Regions from separate parts of the Sus scrofa genome. Here all the other regions are linked to region 1. A link is a contact called in public HiChIP or PLAC-seq data. All regions are on one chromosome and are shown on one strand. Each heading gives the region's core, a stretch centred on a gene start, on an enhancer-like site or on the middle of the called end of the contact. The rest is flanking DNA. Distances are from core to core; before and after follow the strand shown. Region 1 overlaps CAPN3 (calpain 3). Region 2 overlaps VPS39 (vam6/Vps39-like protein). Region 3 overlaps TMEM87A (transmembrane protein 87A).

What was found. HiChIP or PLAC-seq counts read pairs in DNA pulled down with a chosen protein or histone mark.
Region 2: an H3K27ac HiChIP or PLAC-seq map of alveolar macrophages shows a contact between it and region 1. The contact joins two enhancer-like sites. A contact is called at or near these places in 1 of 47 Hi-C or Micro-C datasets (epiblast stem cells) and 1 of 2 datasets of contacts at active chromatin or transcription factors (alveolar macrophages).
Region 3: a contact with region 1 is called in an H3K27ac HiChIP or PLAC-seq map of alveolar macrophages. The contact joins two enhancer-like sites. A contact is called at or near these places in 6 of 47 Hi-C or Micro-C datasets (adipocytes, brain, embryonic fibroblasts and 2 more) and 1 of 2 datasets of contacts at active chromatin or transcription factors (alveolar macrophages).

The regions. Positions count from the first base shown.
Region 1 is chr1:128,970,653-128,974,467 of Sscrofa11.1, forward strand. It overlaps CAPN3 (calpain 3), which reads right to left. Exons shown (of 24, transcript NM_214171.2): 9 at 2,112-2,189; 10 at 1,196-1,356; 11 at 1-54. Among named protein-coding and RNA genes, the nearest start is that of CAPN3, 41 kb to the right of the region's middle. Within about 2 kb of position 1,964, at least 2 of the 83 cell types and tissues checked have an H3K27ac peak or open chromatin away from gene starts, as enhancers often do. A contact at or near this core is called in alveolar macrophages, where this site is marked.
Region 2 is chr1:129,168,345-129,172,159 of Sscrofa11.1, forward strand. All of the region lies in intron 7 of VPS39 (vam6/Vps39-like protein), which reads left to right. Among named protein-coding and RNA genes, the nearest start is that of VPS39, 26 kb to the left of the region's middle. Within about 2 kb of position 1,882, at least 7 of the 83 cell types and tissues checked have an H3K27ac peak or open chromatin away from gene starts, as enhancers often do. A contact at or near this core is called in alveolar macrophages, where this site is marked.
Region 3 is chr1:129,117,727-129,121,541 of Sscrofa11.1, forward strand. It overlaps TMEM87A (transmembrane protein 87A), which reads left to right. Exons shown (of 20, transcript XM_005659710.3): 8 at 1,491-1,552; 9 at 2,342-2,525; 10 at 3,770-3,815. Among named protein-coding and RNA genes, the nearest start is that of TMEM87A, 21 kb to the left of the region's middle. Within about 2 kb of position 1,860, at least 1 of the 83 cell types and tissues checked has an H3K27ac peak or open chromatin away from gene starts, as enhancers often do. A contact at or near this core is called in alveolar macrophages, where this site is marked.

The DNA.
Region 1 (3,815 bases), core at 714-3,213:
CATCATCCTCCTCCAGGAGCTTCAGACGGTACTGTGGGTTGGTCCAGAAAGTGTCTGTGCCCCCCAAAGGAATGGTATGTTCAGGTCTGCCTCTTGAAGGGGGCAGCCCAGGAGATGAGATGGAGGGAACCTCTTTATCTCTATCCCCCCAGCATATAGGTGCTCAGGTATGTATGGAAAATATGATCCCAGCATTTGTCTAGTTATTTGGTGTGTTGGGGGTGGTAGCCTTTATAGCTTTATACAGATGGAGCTGTGCTGATGGGCTGTGTGGCTTCCTCTTCTGCACTTTCATTCTCATTCTTTGCAGATGGCTACACTTCCCTCACCTGCCCCTTCAGCGTTGTTGGTCCCTGGGGTTTGTTCCTGGGCCTCTTCTCTCACCCTGTCCACTTTCTAACTTTTCCCGACACTCTGATGATGCCTGAGCTGTAGATCCCAGCCTCAATCTGTCTCTCCCTTTGTCCTTTCTTTTTTTCTCCCCTCTCTCCCTCCCTCCATTCCTTCCTTCCTCTCTCCCTCCTCTCTTCTTTTCACCCTTTCTTCTTTCCCTCCACAAATATGTATTGAATCACTGTCATAGAGCCAAGTACCATTCTTATCTATGCAGCCAGTCCACTATCACACATCTTCCCTTGGATATTCTGCAGGGGCTTCAGAAATCCCATTTCCCATATCCCATGCTCCCTCCCTGCAAAGACATAGCCAACCCCGCCAAAAACATACAACACACTGATTTTTCTTTCTTAGGTGTCTCATGTTGCATCATAGGCAGCATCCACTCAGGTTCTCAAACTGGGAAACCCAGTGTCATTCTACCTTCTTCCTTCTCCACATCACCCAACATCCTCTCCCCTTAACCTGTCCCATCCTCCCATCTCTGCTGCTCCCAACTTGGCCTAGGCTTTCATCCTCCCTGGCTTGAACTCTTGCCATAGATGCTAGTAGTCCTCCAGTCCCATCTCAGCATCATGAACACGGTCCTGTTCTGACACAATAACCTGCCTAAAAGTTGTTACCAGCCCCTTCATATAAAACTTCTCCTAAGGTTTCCTTCTCAGTCAAATAGGGATGGCTTATTTCATAAGGTAATGTCTGTCTGGGACTTAGTAGAGACTCGGCAAATGCTGGTTAATATTATTCTGCCTGGAACTTGTTCTGCTTGGACCCTTCCCTCATTCAGAGCATCTCCCACCTGGGAAGTTGCGACAGCCTCCGGCAGAGCAGCCCCTCACCCAGCGGCCCTCGTTCACAGACACTGTCCAAGTCTGAAGCTTGTCGGACTCCAGGGCATCAGCTGTGAGGTTGCAGATCTCCAGCTTTGTGAAATGGTAGATGAAATCATCATAAGACATCCTGAGAAGTTGGAAGGAAAGAGAGACCCATATGGGAAGCTGGGAAAGGTAAGACTCCAAGGCTAACACAGCACAATGAAATAATCCAGAGAAACTTGGTCATGGACCTAGAGAGAGCCCTGTCCTTCCTTTTTAGGGTCATTTCTGATGTATCTCTTGAAATAAAGACTCAAACTCGTGTGTCCTTGATGGGATTGCTTGGCAGCAGTTTAGTTCTCTGAAATGTTTCTTGTGTGCTCCTCCACTGGGTCCTAGGCATTGTGCCAGGCACAGGGAAAAGAGACACAGATGGGAAAGGACAGACAATTAAGCAAGCAATTTTAAACGTGATGAGTATCACAAAGAAATTCATCTCAGTCCTAGGGAAGACAAGGGGATCCTGAAGAAAAGTTGAATCTGACTCGAAGGCTAAGCAGAAATGATCTGAGTGAGGGTAAGGGTGGCACTGGATGAGCACAGTAAGTAGAGCTTCCTGGGCTTAGAAAGTGGCACCATGAAGGCCGGGAGCAAGTGGCTGAAGCAGTGTGCATGGCAGAGGGTGGGGCCACATCGTGCTGGCCTGGTCCTGGGCACAGTCATCACCATGACTCTCGGGCTCCTCCCAAAACCTCAATCTTCCGGGGCCACTGGCTGGAGATGAACAGAGCCCAGATGTCCCAAGGGCTGCAACCTGATGGCCTCTGGGGTTTGAGGTTTAGGGTTTCAGCCCCTACCCAATCGCCTACCCCTCAGGGTCTTCCTGGGTCTTGGACTCACCAGAACTCTCCATCCTCAGTGACCTGGTGCTGCAGACGGGCCTTCTCATCTTTGTCCACAAAGCTCCAGTCCTTCCAACTAGAGGGACAATGGAGGCGTTATAGAAGGAAGAAGAAAGGGAAGGCCTGGTATAGGTTAGGGCAGGAGGTATCAGAGAAACAGGAAGAAGGTTAGAGAATAACTCATCTCAGCTAGTGTGACCCATTAAAATGCAAATCTGATCTGATACCCTCAGTGTAAGATCCAGTCATTGATTCCTACCACCCTCAGGTTTAAGATCAAGCTCCTTAAATGGTTTATAAGGGCTTGACTCTTCTCTAGCTGGTTCTTTTTTTTTTTTTTTTTCCTTTTTTTGCCACCCAATGGCATACAGTGTTCCTGGGCCAGGGAGCAGATCCAAGCCACAGTTGCAACCAACACTGCAGCTATGGCAATGTTGGATCCTTAACCCACTGTGCCAGCCCAGGGATCAAACCTGTATTCCAGTATTCTCAAGGCACCACTGATCCTGTTGTGCTATAGCGGGGACTCTTCTAGCTGATACTTTTTTTTTTTTTTTTTCTTTTTAGGGCCGTACCCGTGGCATATGAAAGTTTCCAGGCTAGGGATCCAATCGGAGCTACAATTGCCAGCCTACACCACAGCCACAGCAACATCAGATCTGAGCCGTGTCTGCAACCTACACCACAGCCCATGGCAATGCCAGATTCTTAATCCACTGAAGGAGGCCAGGGATCGAACCTGAAACCTCATGGTTCCTAGTCGGTTTTGATTCTGCTGAGCCACGACGGGAACTCCGAGCTGATTCTTTAACCATTCGTAAACACTTTAAAAGTTATACTCTGGGCTCTAGAAGTAGATAAACTGGGGTTTCAATGTAATAATATTAGTTGTAACTTTGGGCAAGTCGCTTCACCTTTGCTCTGCTTCTGTCTTAGCTGCAAAAGGGGAATGATTATATCACCTATGCACAGGGCTGTGATGAGCAAGAAATAAAATCACTCATGAAAAACTTTTAGAACAGTCCTCGTCATCTACAAAGTGACTGTCTGAGTAACGGAGAGAAAGCCCAAACATGTCAACTTCTCCTTCCACCCTGCCACCCCACAAAACTCTCCTGTTTTGTGTTTTTAAAGGTTGGGCAGCTTTATACATTCTTTCTCCCGAAGGAGGAGGACATAAATAAAGCACATTTGTGTTTCAGGCACGTGGAGGAGAGTGAAACTAAATGGGTTGTCCCTGGAGAGGGAAGGGATTGAGGAAGTGCTTGGAAGCAGGGAATGCTGAGGGGAATGGCGAGTCCTAAGACCGGCAGGAGGGACACAGTGGGGAAAGGGAGTCCCTCTGAGTGATCGAGGCTGGGCCCCACTTGTCAGCAGTCCCTGCAGCAGAGGTGTTGGCAGAAAGTGAGTTAAGGCCGGATACCACTTTCTGAGACTGGAGGACACAGCGAGGATCCCTGTGGGTGACTCGGGCCAGAGGCGTGGCCCACTGATGGGGCACCGAGGGCCTTCCCGAGCAGAGAGCTTAGGTCAAATGCCACCCTCTCCAGGTACCCTTTTTCTGCCTTCCTATCCAAGCCAGGGGAGGGGCTCCCTCTTTGTGACACTTACCTTAGCATTTATATCAGTGATTATTAGTGTTTGTCTTTCCCATTGGATCTGAAAGCCTACAAGTCAGGGTCTAAGTCTCTGCATTCATTTC
Region 2 (3,815 bases), core at 632-3,131, 200 kb after region 1:
CAGTTCCTTTTCTTTGACCTTCTTTTTAATTGTTTTATTGTGTCCTCTGCCAAATGGACTACATTTGGAAAGTATTGGAAGTTCTTTATTTAGTCCTTTAATGTGTATAACTCAACATCCAAAGGTCTTTGACGTGGTGGTAATTGCTGCTCTTGTTTTTTTAGCTTAGCGCTCAGGGTGTATTCAGGTGTGTCTCTCCTACACATTATGTGTTTCTGCTCTGACACCTGCCTCAGGCTCCCAGCTCTCTGTGATGGTATTGCCTGGAAGCATATGACCATACTCACAGAAATTCTTTTTCACTGGGAAGAGTGAGCATTTGTGACTGGAGTTCCAGTAGTGGCTCAGTGGTAACAAACCCAACTAGTATCCATAAGGATTCAGGTTTGATCCCTGGCCTCACTCAGTGGGTTAAGGATCCAGGCATTACTGTGAGCTGTGATGTAGGTCACAGACATGGCTCAGATCTGGTGTTGCTGTGGCTGTGGCGAAGGCCAGCAGCTATAGCTCCTGTTTGACCCCTAGCCTAGGAACACCCATATGCCTAAAAAAAAAACAAAAGAAAGAAAGAAAGAAAGAAAGAAAAGAAATAGTTACTGCTTTGGGGGACATAAGGACATGCTGTCTTTAAGGCCTCTAGCTCAGGACATAAGGATTACATCTTGGCTAAAGAGATGAAACAAGGGCCTGGTTAAGGTGTTGAGTTGAGATTTGATGGTTTAGAAAGGGAAAATTCATTGTTCAGTTAGTCAGTAAGAAGTTTCACTAAGATTGGACTAGACCAGGCAGAGAGTTTAGGACCTGGCTTGAAGGAAAATTTCATTCATTCTAGGCAGAAAGTATAGTTTGACCAATGAGCAGAAAGGCAGAAGCTATGCTGATTTGTGAGAGGGCATCCAGCAATGGAGCTGGCTGAAACAGATGGTCTGGATTATGGAAGAATAAGGAGGGGCCAGTTGTTAGAGGCTCAGGAGAAGGTCTGAGTGGCCAGGAGATTCCTGAGTGGTAGATTGTCTTGATAAAAGCCTCATGGTCTAGGGTGGTTATTCTCCTGGTGATTAGAGATGAATAGACCAGAAGGAGTATTTTAGAAGGCTCAAAATTATGTATATTAACACATTTTGGGGATTGGGGGAATGTTTAGGAGCTTCACAAGAAGCTCTGTGATATTCTAGGGACCCTTGTTTTCCCTTCAGAAGAGGGAGATGAGGTGAAAGTGTGTGAAATACGCTGGAAGTGGATTTTTTTCTTTCTTTCTTTTTTTTTTTTTTTGTCTTTTTGCCATTTCTTGGGCCGCTCCCGCGGCATATGGAGGTTCCCAGGCTAGGGGTCGAATCGGAACTGTAGCTGCCAGCCTACGCCAGAGCCACAGCAACGCAGGATCCGAGCCGCGCCTGCAACCTACACCACAGCTCACGGCAACGCCGGATCGTTAACCCATTGAGCAAGGGCAGTGACCAAACCCACAACCTCATGGTTCCTAGTTGGATTTGTTAACCACTGCGCCACGACGGGAACTCCTGAAGTGGATTTCTGACTCTTGTTTTAATCTTGGCCAGTGCCCGGCACCTTTGGCAGTGTTTCTCGAAAGCGTTTTTGTGCCTTAAAGTACTGGGGGCGAAGACATTCTTTCTAGGTAGAGTGGACCATCTGACAGGAAGAAGATGAACCTTCTTAGAATGGAGTAACTTTAAACTCTGCTTATATCTCTGCTGTCCTCCTCACTACTTTCCCAGGCTCTAGAAGGGCCTCCCTGTCCCTGTGCCTTTTTCCAAGCTACTACCTCTTCCTTTCTTCTCTGCCCAGCCAGTGTCATGCTCCTGTGACCAGGCGCCTTTCAGTGGCACTTCCTCTCTGAAGTCTTCTCTGACCCGTAGGCAGAATTAGTCACTTCCCCCTTGGTGTTCCCACCGCCCTTTCAGCTTTCTTTGTTGGGGCAGCCTCCCTGTCCCACTGGCCAGTGAGTTGTCTGTCTCCTCTGCTTGCATAGGAGCTCATGTCTTGGTCCCCTTTGAGTAGTGCCTGAAATATCACAGCCTCTTAGTAAATGCTCGCTGAGTATACAAATCATATCAATGTCAGCCATTCATTATATGCCTGCTGCACACCAGCCACTCTGCCAAGGTTGAAGAGGCAGACAGATCCAGACCACCTCTGTTGTCAAAAAGTTGGGGAGACTGAAAAAATGATAAGATATGACAACCAAAAAGATTTTTATTGTAGATTTCTTCTCTTTTTTGGCTTTATAGGACCACACCCACAGCATATGGAGGTTCCCAGGCTAGGGGTCAAATCGAAACTACAGCTGCCAGCCATAGCCACAGCCATAGCCATGCCAGATCTGAGCCATGTCTGCAGCCTACACCATAGCTCACGGCAATGACGGATCCTTAACCCACTGAGCGAGGCAAGGGGTCAAACCCGCAACCTTATGGTTCCTGGTCAGATTTGTTTCCAGTGCACAACGACGGGAACTCCAGATTGCTTCTTTATTGAATTAGACCTTATTAAAAGTGGGCCAGATTTTACAAGGACAGAGAAATTTTACATATTTATACAAATTATCATGTAAAAAAATTGTAATAGCTTTTAAAAATGAGACCAGCCTAAAAAAAGAATCTAATACAAAACCATGGGCTATTTAATTATTTTTTTTGGTAAGATGAAAAATATCAACATAATAACAACAGCATTCAAATTGATAAAGGTATTACTTAGGCCTCAGTTTCCGCATTTCTGAGTTCCCTTTGGCTTTTAAATTTTATTGCAGTATTCATTTAGAGTATAAATTTCAAATATAACCTGAAAAACTCTTTTATCAGAAAATAAATAATGGAGTTCCTTTCGTGGCTCAGCGGAAATGAATCTGACTAGTATCCATGAGGACGCATGTTCGATCCCTGGTCTCGCTCATTGGGTTAAGGATATGGCATTGCTGTGACCTGCATTGTAGGTTGCAGACGTGGCTTGGATCTGGCATGGCTGTGGTTTAGGCCAGTGTCTACAGCTCTGATTTGACCCCCAGTCCGGGAACCCCTATATGCTGTGGATGAGGCCTAAAAAAGACAAAAAAAAAAAGGAAAGAAAGAAAGAAAGAAAGAATATAAATAACAAGGAAGACAAATTTATAGCAAGTTAGCCACATAAATATTCTTTGGGAGTTTCCCTGTAGCTCAGCGGGTTAAGGATCTGTCTGTAGTAAGGGTTCGATTCTTGGCCCTGGAACTTCCATGTACCATGGGCGTGGCCAAAAGAAACAGAAAAGAAAATGGCTACGCTGAGAATGCCATCCAGCTGCCTTCTCTGTGAACTGGTGAGCATCAGGTAAAGCTTTATGACTTATCCCTGTGAAAATCTAAAGCAGAAATAACATTGGCCAGAAATTTCAATTTCAAGGAAAAAGAAGAAGAAAGAAACTGTCCTCTTCTTGACCTTCCTAAAAGAATGAGAAAAGAAGTTGTGTGACCTTGTGCTGCTGTGTCATTAGGAGCAGCTGCAGCTGGCCTTGGTCTGGTCTGGTTTTGTGACTGATGAGAAAGGAGCCTGTGACGCTCTCACCCAGTTCGCTCAAGGAAACAGCAGGAATGGGATCAGGTCACTCTGAACAAAGCTGGATGCATCTTTTCTGTGCATGAGATTTCTCTTAGTGTCGCTGAGACAAGACATTTTCCTTTGTGTATCACAGTATGGGATCTTGGTATTGGACTAGTGGACTATTTGGAGATCCAAATGCAGCTAAGAAATGAGAAGCTGAATCAGTTCATAAACCTAAAGCCTTAGAGCAGAAATACAACTCAGAATGTTCTCTCTTGTGC
Region 3 (3,815 bases), core at 610-3,109, 150 kb after region 1:
TTTAAAGTATCATATAGTAAATGTTCTATTACAGCTCCCCAACTCTGCCACTGTGGTGTAAATATAGTCATACAGTTGACTATTTGTGAGTGGATGTGACTGTTTTCCAATAAAACTTTTATTTATTTATTTTTTGGTGGCATGTAAGGCATGTGGAAGTTCCTGGGCCAGGCAGGGGTCAAACCATGCCACAGCAGTGACAATGCCAGATCCTTAACCCTCTACGCCACAAGAGAACTCCTTCAATAAAACTTTATTTACAAAAAGTGGATGGCCAGATTTGGCCCATGTGCTATATTTTGTTGACATCTGCAATAGAGTAAACAAAGAATGTGACATATAGTCACTGATTATTTTACTTGCTCTTTTATTAAGAAGTTTCGATTACTAACCAGTTTATGAAGTTTTTGTAATTGGTGTTGTGGAATGCTCCTTTTCTTCATAAAAATATTGGAGATGATTTTCCTTTTTGTCTGGTAAAAATTAGTAGGAAATTTTTGAATAGTTTGTGGAGTTAGCTGTCGCTTCTCAGATAAATGGGTTTATTTATTAATCATATCTAAAATCCATCCAAATAGTTTTATCAGTTACAATTTAAAATAGTCATAGGTTTACTTCAGTAAGACAAATCTGTCTTTCAGATTTTTTTTTTTTTTAACCCCTTTTTAGAGCTGCATCCAGGGCATATGGAGATTCCCAGGCTAGGGGTCAAATCGGAGCTATAGCTGCTGGCCTATGCCATAGCAATGTGGGGTCCGAGCCGTGTCTGCGACCTACACCTCACAGCAACACTGGATCCCTAACCCACTGAGGCCAGAGATCAAACCTGTGTCCTCATGGATACTAGTCAGATTCGTTTCTGCTGAGCCATGATGGGAGCTCCTAGATTCTTGATGTTACTGGCATTTGTTCTGTTTCCTTAAATACTTTGTTGTTATTAATCACCTTTTGAAAATGGTATGTTTCCTATGTTAGGAAAAATGACATAAAATTGAAGTAGGTAAAAAAAGCAATAGAAAAATAGAGGTGAGAAGAAAGAAAAGACAAAAAGGCAGCAGCATGAAGGAATGAAGTCCTGTACTTATCAAAGCACATTAGTAATGTTACTATAAGGAAAAATATGTACGAAGTGTTTGGAATTGAGAAGAGATGGGGAATAGTTCATTTGGGCGGCTCAGCAGACTTTGTGGAGGAAATACACTCAGCTTTGTCTTTAAAGGACGAGAGTATAGGAACAAAGCTTTTCCACCTAAGATACTGACTGGAGCAGTGGCATAGGGAGGCTTGTGCAGGACACAACGTGAACTATGAGAACATTTGTAAAGTACTTCATGGAAGTGCTTTACAAATGTAATATTCACCAGGATTGAAATGATTAGAAGCAAATCACCCAATGGAGTTTTCATTAATTTAATCGAGCTAATATTAGACAATGGTATTTGTTTAATGTTTGCATCCTTTCATTAATTCTGAGGACTGTGTTTTGGCAGTGACTGTTGAAGTGAAAGGTCCCTATGAATACCTCACACTTGAAGACTATCCTCTGATGATTGTAAGTGAACTTTTTTCCTTAACCTGACTATTAAATGAGTTTAACCTTAAAGATTGTCCATGTTTTGTGGCAGTATTAAAGACTTGTTCCTGCATATAGTTCAGAAAATATTGCATGTGGTTCTATGCTTAACTTCTTCCTGGAACGTGATGTTGGGAGTGTCAGTGAACCTCTCTGTGCCTCGTTTTCCCATTGTAAAATGGGGAAGACAATGACTTGTGAAATTTTCGAGTTGGAAACTACCTCAAAGATCATTTCATCTCCCACGTCCTCTGTAGAATCCAAAAATGGGGTACTTCTTAAAACCCTGTAGTTTCTAATCCCACTTAGTATAAGTAAATGACGATACTTCCTTCCTCCTTTTCAGTGTGTCTGTGTCCAAGAATATCCTTAATCTATTTTCAGATTTCTTTTGTTTGTGATTAGTTGTTTTTCTTTTTCAGTTTTCCCACTCTGTTGTTTTTCATTGCTGTCATATATATCCTAACCCTGCCATGCCTTTTTTCCTCTTCAGTGTTGTCTTAATTTAAATTATTTTAAACCGTGAGCTAAAAAACTCTTTTAATATAGTAGAGCAGTCACTCTTGATGACAGGTTCTTAGGTAGTCTCCCTCTGCCCGAGAGGGGATAGTTTTTCTATCTAAATTGAACTTCAAAGAAATAATTTATTTTTAAAATAGAAAGTGTAATGTGTGTGTGTGTATTTGTAATATGTTCAGACTGCATGTTGACCTAAATTGGCTCTTGGCCCTAATCCTTCTTTTTTTCTTTTACCCACTGGGATGACAGTTTTTTATGGTGATGTGTATTGTATATGTCCTGTTTGGTGTACTGTGGCTGGCATGGTCTGCTTGCTACTGGAGAGATCTCCTGAGAATTCAGTTTTGGATCGGTGCTGTCATCTTCTTGGGAATGCTTGAGAAAGCTGTCTTCTATGCAGAATTTCAGAATATCCGATACAAAGGAGAATCTGGTATGTAATCAAAAAATGTTTGCCAATTCATGAGTGATTAGCAGGTGAGACTTTTTCTAAGGTCAGCAGTCATTAAGTTTTACTTTTCAGTTATTTAATTATTAGGATAATTTAAGCAGAATCAGTATGATTGTGACTTTGTTTTTAACCTCTTGACTTGTGGTTTCAATGATTTAAGAGTAATTTTACTGAGGGGGGAAATGAATTAGGAGTTTGGGATTAACATACACACCGCTATCTATAAAATAGATAAACAACAAGGATCTTCTGTATAAAACAGGGAATTACATTCAATGCCTTGTAATAACCTATGATGGAAAAGAATTTGATAAAGAATAGACATAGATATATATTTGTATGTAACTGAATTACTTTGTTGTATACTTGAAACAACACAACATTGTAAATTAACAAAAAGTCAATTTTTTAAAAATAGTTATTGAAAAAAAAGTAATTTTACTGAAATATATTCACGAAAGTTTATAACAGTATTGGCCATTTGGGGACTATTATTATTGAATATCAATTGCTGTTGATTTTTAGGATACTATTATTATATCCATCCAAGAAAGAAAGTACTGTAAATTTAATTGTAAGATGACATTGATTGTAAGACACATCTTAATTTCAAAGATGTTAAAATGTGAGTGGTATGGGGATTTGTATCTATTTGGTAAAATAGAGTAACACCAAAAAAGTAGGAGGGTATTTATGGTGTAGTAAGGTGAGTAGGTAATGATAGAAAGTGTTTTGTACAGAAATATTTTGTGATAGCTTTAGTTCTCTCATTAGACCACTTACTATTAATGAATGGTTGCAAGATATACTAATTAGATTTTCCCCTTCTCTTTGAAATGGCTTGAAAATAGTAGATGTGAAAATGAATTGAAAACTCTGTGTGTTTTGTGCTTTTCTGTGTATAACTACATTTCACAATTTTTTTAAGTGAGAGGAATATTCCTTAGATGCTATAAAATTTTCAAGTTGGGTGAAGTGTTCTGCTAAAGTTTGAGTGAAGTAGTAAGCAGGTAAATTGAGCACACCTGGATTGCTCTCCACGTGAATAAAATCCTAAGTAATACCAGCTTGTGCTTGTAAACATTGCAGAAGAGGTATTGTTTTTAAGTAGGTCTATTATCAATGCTTATTCTGAAGAGTTTTTGGAATCTACATTCTGGTTCTAGAATTAGCCTTTTCCCAAACCTAGATTACATTCTGCACTCTTTCTCCCTTTCTTCTTAAAGTCCAAGGTGCCCTGATCCTTGCAGAGCTGCTTTCGGCTGTTAAACG